2 separate regions of the Mus musculus genome follow, and region 1 is linked to region 2. A link is a contact called in public promoter capture Hi-C data. All regions are on one chromosome and are shown on one strand. Each heading gives the region's core, a stretch centred on a gene start, on an enhancer-like site or on the middle of the called end of the contact. The rest is flanking DNA. Distances are from core to core; before and after follow the strand shown.

What was found. Promoter capture Hi-C pulls out the DNA fragments that hold promoters and counts their contacts.
Region 1: a promoter capture Hi-C map of embryonic stem cells shows a contact between it and region 2, with 2.0 times the contacts expected there. The contact joins the enhancer-like site here to the promoter of Abi2 in region 2. A contact is called at or near these places in 4 of 39 promoter capture datasets (the 3T3-L1 cell line, 3T3-L1-derived adipocytes, the HPC-7 cell line and 1 more), 2 of 15 datasets of contacts at CTCF or cohesin (the G1E-ER4 cell line and pro-B cells), 5 of 484 Hi-C or Micro-C datasets (the Ba/F3 cell line, the G1E-ER4 cell line and large pre-B cells), 3 of 115 datasets of contacts at active chromatin or transcription factors (effector CD8 T cells, embryonic stem cells and memory CD8 T cells) and 2 of 9 other capture datasets (adipose tissue and pancreatic islet).

The regions. Positions count from the first base shown.
Region 1 is chr1:60,541,536-60,546,112 of GRCm38.p6, forward strand. All of the region lies in intron 1 of Raph1 (Ras association (RalGDS/AF-6) and pleckstrin homology domains 1), which reads right to left. Among named protein-coding and RNA genes, the nearest start is that of Raph1, 23 kb to the right of the region's middle. Within about 2 kb of position 2,321, at least 9 of the 459 cell types and tissues checked have an H3K27ac peak or open chromatin away from gene starts, as enhancers often do. A contact at or near this core is called in embryonic stem cells, where this site is marked.
Region 2 is chr1:60,407,065-60,412,104 of GRCm38.p6, forward strand. It overlaps Abi2 (abl-interactor 2), which reads left to right and starts at 2,555. Exons shown (of 12, transcript NM_001198570.1): 1 at 2,555-2,855. The coding sequence starts at 2,739.

The DNA.
Region 1 (4,577 bases), core at 1,071-3,570, 130 kb after region 2:
CACAACCAAATTTCTTCATCTGTAAAGAACAATGAAGTTATGTGATTTGCATGAAAATGGATGTAACTGGAGATACTCAGACTAAGCAAATTAAGCCAGTCTTTCAGAAAGACAAATATCATTTGTTTTCTCATATGTGGTTCTGGATTTTAATTTACATTGAATATATAAAATCATTAAGTATATAAAACCACGGGAGCAGAAGCTTAACTGTTCAAGGGAATACAGAGATTAAAGGGGAAGGAAAAAGGTAAGAAAGCGAAGGAGAGGGAGGTCTCAGAGGCAATATACTCAATGTAGAATATACACTATACCACATATGTCCTTATATAAAATAGTGTAAGAAATATACAGGGAGAAAAATTTTAAAGATTTTTGTGTAAAGGAGCAAAATGTCTGCAAAGTTGTTTTCAGGAGACAGAAGGAGAAAAGTGTGTACGTGTGTACATGTAGTGAGTGGGAAGTGTGTGGGTGGAGATGGAAAAAGAGAAATGATAACCAGGCAAAATGTAACAACAGGTGGGTTTGAGTAAAGAAAGTATGGGAAATGTCTGCAATGTCAAAACTTTTCTATAAGTTTGAAATTATATTAGAATAATGAAAGGAAAAAAGACAAAAAAAATAGGGTCAAGAAGGAAGTTATAATTTAGTCAAGAAACAAAGTCAATATGTAGATTATTTAAAATCCAGAGTAATCTTAAAATGAAACATAGGCTACTAAACATATTTTACTAAACTAAACATACAACCTAGTCAAAGGATACTGAAAAATTATTGTATAATTCTTTAGCATGTGGTTTTAAAATTATATGTGCATATATATTACTCTTCCTAAACTATTTTCCTGCTTATTCAATTACCGTTTTAGACATAGTCTGATGATGATTAAAAATTAATTTTATCTAATGCAAAGAGAACAATAATTACTCCACAGATAATTCAAAGAGACATTCAAGCAACAATATGAACTAACCAGTACCCCCAGAGCTCCCTGGGACTAAAGCATCAAAGAAAACACATGGTGGGACTCATGGCTCCAGATGCATATGTAGCAGAGCATGGCCTAGTCGGTCATCAATGGGAGGAGAGGCCCTTGATCCTGTGAAAGTTCTATGCCCCAGTGTAGGGGAATGCCTGGGCCAGGAAGTAGGAGTGGGTGGGTTGGGGAGAAGGGGGAGGGGGAGATAGGATAGGGGATTTTTGGAGGGGAAACTAAGAAAGGGGATAACATTTGACATGTAAATAAAGAAAATATCTAATTAAAAAAGAGAGAGAGGGGGGTTCAAGGACTTTCTAAACTCACATCAAAAGACAAATAAACAAAGAAACCCTAAACAATTAGTCAGGTATACCTAGGTGGCTTCTGCCTACAACCACTACCTTCAGGAGGAGGCTGAAGCTAACGGCTGTTGCAGGTCTGAGGCCAGCCTGGACTCCAGAGGGAAGCTATGTCTCAAGTCACTTTAGCCTCTACCTCTAAGGGCTATCTAATTTACTACAAGTTAGGAAAACATCAGAATTTAGTTCCAAATCAAATACTACTACTACTCATCAAATAAGCTAAAATGCGGGCTTTAGGGTTTTTTCAATGGGTGTTTGGCTTAGTGGAGAGATGGCTTAGTGGTTAGAGCATGCACTGTTCCTAGCACCTATGTCAGTCAGGTGGCCCCAAACGGCCTGAAACTCAAGCTACCAAGAGGCCAAAGCCTCTGACTTCTTAGAGCATCTATACACACATACACAAAAATTTAAACATAAAAATAAATTTTAAGTAAACCTAGATGTTTTGATTTTTAAAAATGTTACCAACCACATGAACAAAGGGAATAAAAGGGTATCCTGGAGCTTCCTATTATTCATTAACTTTAGTATGTCCTGACCTCTTGCTGACAAGACAACACTATAGCTGATCAGATATCCTCTACCTGATAAAGCTTTCAGATGTTTGTTTCATTTATTTTATAAACTTAAGATTTCTAGGAAACACATCTTATAAATCCCGATAGAAGATGAATTCAATACTGCTTCCCATGCAACCAACCCACCCACCCATGAAAACAGACGTCACTAAACAAACGCTCAGCAGTATAGCCAAGAGGCCAGCCTGCATTTTTGTTTTTAAAAAGCAAACATCATATATAGCCTCCAACATTTTAATGTGTACAATTCAGTGAATCTTAATTATATTCACAGTGCCACACAGCCTTCCACTGTCAAATTCCAATATAAGTTTAGGGAAAAAAACTTAAGCTAAGCTATGCCTTCAAAGTGTTAGGCTTCATCACTCAGGGCTCAGACCCCCTGGAGGTGTATTTTGGCTGCCTGTGTTCAGCCCAAGCCTGAGGCTGTTTTTCTCAGTACCTGCAGGAAGCTCCTGAGGCCACACTCTTTTTTTTTTTTTTTGCATTTCTATACCTTTCACCCTTCTTGGTTCAGTTCTTCTTTAAAAACAAACAAACAAACAAACAAACAAACAAACAAACAAACGTGTGTCAGAATGCTATGTAAGAAACAAAACTTAGATACTACTTTCTCTTCCAATGACCACAAATTGTGTACCTGCCTACAGCATTTAGCTAACCAGCCTCTATCATAGCTATCTGTGCACGTGTCTCTACAGTCCCTACACCCATGTAGGCTGCAAGCTCTGGAAAGAGAGAACATAATAGTTCTTATTTATCATTCTAGAGAATCATTCTTTATTAACTTACTTTGGGGGGCCAAATTTAAAGCAAGCTTTATTAAATATTAAATACTAACTAAGAGATGGACCTAGGTCAGGGCCATTCTCTGGAATTTCCCAGCTGATATTTATTGATCTAAATTTTAAAACTTTTTTTTTCCCCAAATATTCCCAATTTAGGATCTTTAAATATTAAGATGATGTTAATTTAAGATGACTCAAAGCTAAAGAAACACTTCTTTAAAAAAAAAAAATCAACTCATCTGGTTAAAAGTAAATAAATAAAGGAACGACCACATTTTAAAATTTCTCTACCAACAGCAGAATTAAGAAAAACCAGGAAAATCTGACTCCACACAATTTCAGTGGAATGTTTCCTAAGGATATTTTAAGACATGATTTAGTTATGCTAACAATAATAAATGCATATTATAAGGACAAAGTCTGAACTCAAATTAGTTTTTTTTAAAATAATCCATTCAAATTATAAGTATTAAGAAACCTTACATGGTAGATTAAAAAAAAAGTGCTCGCCTCAAAGCACTTAGCTTGATGTTCAGGAGTCAATGGTGGAAAGAGAAAAACAGCTCCCACAAGTTGTTCTCTGACCTCCAAATGTGCCACGGCACACTGTGTAAGTGAGGGTGTGCACATGAACATGCATACTCATTAAAATGTGTTTTTTTCCCTAAAGTGAAAAAAATTACATTTGTCATGATGTAGCTCTCCTTCTAACGGCTATCTCTGTTCTAACAAGTTTCTTTAAAGTTCTGCTTCTACCTGGCAGTGTTCAGGGTCATCCTCATTTACATAGCAAGTTTGAGACAAGCCTGAACTACATGGAACCTGGGTGTGGTAGCATAAGAGCACTGGAGTTTAGGCCAGCCTGCTCCATACAGTGAATTCCAGTCCAGCCAGTATTACACAGTGATACCTAACCCTAAAAATAAGTTTTAAAATTTGCTGAGTATTCAAATAATATATGCTAATCATCTCCTTTCTATTTAAAGACTTCATTTTTTAAAACTTACGTGTCTCTCTCAATTTCCAGGTCTCCTAACATTTTAAAACAAATTCTTGTTAAATCTGAAATTTCAAACAAGTAAGTAAATCACCTATTTGTATGTCCTGAATCTGGGAATGGTCATTATAGGGCAAAAGATCAGCTAAAGAAAACGAGTCTGTTAAGAATCCTCTAGTTTGAGCCACCTAGAACTAAACAAGGGGTCTGAAAACCACAAGCGATTTCTCTTCTAATGCTACCATTAGCTACACAGAACTCTGATTAAGCACTGGCATGGTTTTCTTAATCTTCAGAGAAGGGGAAAGTCTGAGACAGATAAACTGATACCAGAAGAATCCCCTCCACCCACTTTAAGTGTTCTTCTGTAAAGGTTTATTATTTAAACATCAACTTCACTCTACCTTCCTATCAATTTGTCACTCTACCCTCCCCAATCCTTGTGTGTACATGGAAGAAGGGATTACAGTATTCTAATCTGAAAAGAAAGAAAAAAAGGTTTATTATTTAAATATTAACTTCACTCTACCTTCCTATTATTTGCCAGTCTTCCCTGATCTTTGTTCCAGAAGAGGTATTGAAAGAAAGTAAATGTGGGACCTGTGATTCATGTAATTTATGTCAAATAGCCCAAAGAGTTGTTTGTGAGCTTTGAAACCTGGGGCTGAGAACATAGCAGAACAGGCCAGGACATTCCTGAGGCTGCTTTGCCATAAAGATAAAGAGAGATAAAGAGAATGACATGCAGGACTGGCCTGGTGCCTCCCTATCTCCCGCCCTTCTGACCTAAGTTAAATTAACAGGCTGCTGATGTTTAAATGAACCAATCATGTGAAACCGTGCAATTCCTCCCCCAGCCCCAGCCCCTTTTCT
Region 2 (5,040 bases), core at 1,305-3,804:
TTCTTTTTAGAAAATCCTTCTTAGTGGCAACAAAAATGTATGCCTACATCCTTGGGCCCTCAGACTTCCGAGTTTTAAAGACAGCATGAAAATAGCCAAGTTCTCTACCACTGAGCTACAATCCTAGTTCTGATTCCTTAAAGAGCCAAAGAAGCTGTCCCAAATTAGAGAGAGCATTCCAGTTTTCCCTTGGCGATTTGGTGAATCCTCTCTCAGGAAATTTGTTTTGCTAGGCAGCATTTGAAAGAATGCTAGTCAGGAAAAAGTATAGCAGGGAAGGATCCTGTCTGCTTTCAAGGTATCTAGTAGATTTGAAGGGAACCTTGAATAGAAGCTGCATCTGGTGGTGAAAGAAAAGTGGAAGAAATCTATATTTGTAGAGACGGGCTGGCTGGCTGATTAGAATTCCTGCACTGTGGAAACGCTGGGATAGTGCAGGTCCGGAGGCTAATTCTCTTATCATGGGCTAAGTCCTGGCTTTCCGGAGAGACATTCCTTGCAAACAACTCTCCCCTGCCATGTTGGAACTAACATCTTGTGACAACAGATAAAAAGAGACCTTTTAACATTTATTAACTCAGCAGGCAACTAGCTTCAACCAATCTAAAAGATGAGCTTGTTGAAAGGCCCCTCTGATTTTGATGTATCTGCTTCTCTGATGTACCCACCAGTGTATTTTAAAATTGCTTCCATTTACAACTTTTATTCTGTAAAACTACAAAAACATGATGAAACTCTTTCCACGCTGGAACATGGAATTTGAGGTAGCCTAAAGTCTGTGTTTCCTGGCCAAAGTCACTCAAATGGCTCCAGAATAAACCCTCCCCTATTTCCTTTAAGATGAAAACTACAATTTTTACATTAACAAACTTTTAAAAACATTTTCTTGTTTATGTGTGTGTTTCTATCTGAGTGTATGGCACATGAGTGCAGGTACCAGTGAATGACAAGTCAGGGTGTTGTATCTCCTGCAGTGATTGTGAACAGCATGACACGGATGTTGGGAGCCAAACTCTGATCCGCTGGAAGAACAGTGTGTGCTCTCACGGCTGAACCATCTCTCCAGACCCATCAACACAGTTTTTTGATTTACTGGTTTGTATAAGAGTCTGATCTGATGTTTGTTTTCTTCACCTGTTTGTACCTCATTTCCTGAAACAAGTGCATGTGTCTATACATAACTATCCCCCTCCACACACTTTAGGCTTCTCTTCTTTTTCCACACATAGTTAAACTCAGCTACAAACCCCAGCTCTCCCTTTTGTTTTTAACAAGCTTCTCACACTTAGAACATTCACACTAAGACAGGTGTTTAAAGTGCTGAACAATAGATCCAGGTGGACCACATCATCATTTAAAAATACTGTTTTAGGCTCTGCGGCAAAAGCTCACGCATATTGGTAATGTATTTATCATAAAGCCAACGTAACAACACAGGGTTTACTCCACAAATATGTGAGCGAGTGCATTTGATTTTTTTCTAGGAATGTATAATCGTTCCCTCATCATCTGAAATTTGATCACAGGAGGCCAAGTGACAGCAAGAGCAATAAAAGTTGAAACCACAAATCCTAAACTCTAAACCCCTCTAAGATGGTGGGTGCCCTTTGGGTTTCCACAGAACTAACAAAGATTGTGGTCTTGATATCACAGAAGGTGTCAGTTTTATTTATTTTTTTCAAGTTTCACGGTGTGGGCCAATCATATTTATGAAAAAAGATTAGATATCTGGATAACAAGACCAGGATGAACGTCCTTGAATTTGTAGTACTTAATCTGAAAAAAACGCACGTTTGTCATTGTTCGTTTAATCTTATTCATGCTACAACCATGTGAATAAATAAAATAGTACCAGCAAAACCACCATCGAAATTTTAAAAAAAGTGAAGTGAGGAGGAGGCCCAGGCTGGGCAACCACAGCATGTGGCTGTAATTCCAGTCAGCCCGGTCTATACAGGAGACCATGCCAAGAAGAAAGAGAGGACAGGACAGGGGACGGAAGGGAGTGAATGAATGAATGAATGAATGAACGAACGAATAGGTTTGGGACTAGGTAACTGCAATTTGTAAAGAAGCCGATGAGGTTCAAGGTGGTATTTAGAGCTGCCTGGAAGTTCAGTGGCTCTGCCTGTTCGGATGAGGTGTTATCTTTCACAGAGCTTGTGAAGACACTGTGTCCTCTCCCTAGGCGAGCTTCCTCAGGCAGATGACCTCCGCAGGGTTCCGGCCCCGGGTGAAGTGCAGAGGTGAAGATGGGGGGCGGCGGCGTGAAGCAGCAGGGAGCAGAGGTGCATTCCCGCCCGGCTAACAAAGGCTGCTGAGGACTCCCAGACCCAGGAAGGCCGCGCGGGGCCGAAGGGTTAACCCAGAGCCCCGCTCCCGCGCGCATCCCGGCCCCCGCCCTCCCGTCGCTAGGAGACGCCGGAAGTGGGGGAGGGGCGGCGCGGGTGGGAATCTTTTTCGGGCGCTGGGGGCGGGTGGAGGGGAGCGCGCGTGCGCGCGCCCGTCGCCGCGGTGACCGTCCTCGCGGCCCGTCGGCTCGCGCCCCGCCTCCATTCCCCTCCGCCCCCTCCCTCGTCGCGCGCCGTAGGGTGTGTGTGGGGGGGTAGCCGCTCGCTCCTCCCGATTCCCGCCGCGTCCGCCGCTGCTCCTCCTCTCCCGGGCGTCGCGGCCGCTGCCTCTGCGGGCTGTATGAGGAGGAGTAGGAGGAGGAGGAGGAGGAAGAGAAGGATGTGAAGATGGCGGAGCTGCAGATGCTGCTGGAAGAGGAAATCCCGGGGGGCCGCCGGGCTCTCTTCGACAGCTACACGAATCTGGAGCGGGTGGCCGACTACTGCGAGAATAACTACATCCAGGTGCGATGCGACGCGGCCCCTCGCGCGGCTCGGCGCGGCAGGACGCGGGCTGTGAGGGGCGCGCGGGGCGATGGCGAGCGGGGGAGGCCGCGCGGTGCTCGGTCCAGGGAGCCGCGCCGGGGTAGGGACAGGGCGAGGGCGGCGGCTGCAGGGAGCGAGGGTCGCCACCAGGCCCCAGCAGCCCCGTGCGAGTGACCGGTGCGGTGCCGTGCGGTGCGTGGCGTCCCGCCCCCTCGCCTCTGCCCCGTCGCCCCCGCAGTCCTCTCCTGTCAGTGTTCCGGATGGCGGGGGAGGTGGCGAGTGGCGTTTTCTGTCTAACGGGATCTTGCTCGATGGCAGGCTTGTGTGACAGAGGGATAGGTTACCCCCTGCCCAAATTCCGAGGGACCCCCTTTTTATTAAGGGGTCCTTTTTCTGCAAAGTGAAATGCCTCACTTCTCCATTCCTGCGAATGTACCCTGAAGACAAAACAAAAATTCTTAACCCTTAAGTTTAAACATTTTTAAAATGTAAAAGGGGCATGGTGGAACGGCTGTCTCTTATTGCAAGTTAATACCATTTTTTTTTTCTCCTCCCTGTGGAGAATGGGAAACTGATAATGAGCTGCCTTTCCTTCTCAGGTCTCGTTAGAATAGGTAATTTTCCTTTGGGGAAAAAAGAACTATGACTATTTTCACAAAGAATTAGGGAAACGAACCACATGGTTTAGTTTTTTTCCCATGATGATTGGTTTGGCCCAGGGACTTCAGTGTATGTGTGTGTAGGAAGGTGAGAAGTGTGTGTGGGGCGGGGCATTGGTGAGATGAGAACCAGCTGGTCATGGGATAAATGTAAAAATTTTGTGAAGCAACACTTTAAAAATTAACTCATGGTATGCAAATCCAGTATCTCTTGTTTTCCGTAGGGCTTATACTGAATTACAGGTTGTGTCTACATTTTTTTTACTCCCGTTTAAATTCTTTGGATAAAATGGAATGGAAGCGTGATGCTTAAACTGTTAGCTGTATTTTAATGTTCTTGTCCCTACTCCCGTCCCTGCAGATATCCTTAACAGCAGTTGTATTGAAAACATTCTCAAATCTGAGTATGAATTGGAAAAAAAAAAAAAACCCCAAAAAACCAAAACAAAAAAACCCAGATGCTGCAATTTATAGGATCTTAAGTTTTTTGAGGACCACATTGTTAGTCAAAGACAATGTGCTTAGATTTTATTTGGTTATACACACACTGAACTCTACTATTATGTTGTAAACATTTGTATTGAGAATGAATCAGACATAATTGAATCTTCTCCCCTAAAAAGAAGTGGTGGAAAGTGTGTGTTCAGTAGGAAGAGTGTGTGTGTCTTTGGTCAAAGATTGATCAAAATTCCCCACAAATGTCTGTCAGATACTTTACAAATACAGAGCTATGTAGGAAGCATTCAAAGGTTTTACTGCAGGCTGGAGAGATGGCTCAATGGTTTAGAGCACTGACTGCTCTTCCAGAGGTCCTGAGTTAAGTTTCCAGCAACCACATGGTGGCTCACAACCATCTGTAATGGGATCTGATGCCCTCTTCTGGTGTGTCTGAAGACAGCTACAGTGTACTCATATACATAAAATACATCTTAATCAAAACAAAACAAAGATTTTTATTGCTTATCCTGAACTCTTCTGGGGTTTATAATATAGTTCAAGAGACCGATCTGTGAGCAAATTAAATAGCAATACCATGTACCATCAGCCCTTCTTGTGGGAGGAGGAAATAGTCTTCCTTCTTCTTGTCATTCCCAAACAGTGTAACAACTACTTAACGTGCCATGTACATTTTATTATATAGTATAAATAATGTACAGATTTGAACTCTAGGGGAGGATGTGTGATAGATTGAATGTAAATTTTATGCCATTTTATGTAAAGGACTTCAGTATCCAAGGATGGGGTTGGAGTGGGGATTGGGGTGGGGTGGGAGTGTGTCCTAGAACTAATTCCTATTGGATACTGTGCGACGAGCTAAGTATAGTTAATTTATACTTTGTAGGGAATTGTGGGTAGAAAGGTGATGCTTATTTTCAGGGCGTCACAGCTGCTTGGAGAGGCAAAACCTAAAAGACCCAAAGTGCTAATTGTGTTCCCTTGTGTAACATAGTATGGGAAAGTCTTATCTGTCAGAAGAGAAATTGGGGAGTGGAAAAGTGATTAGA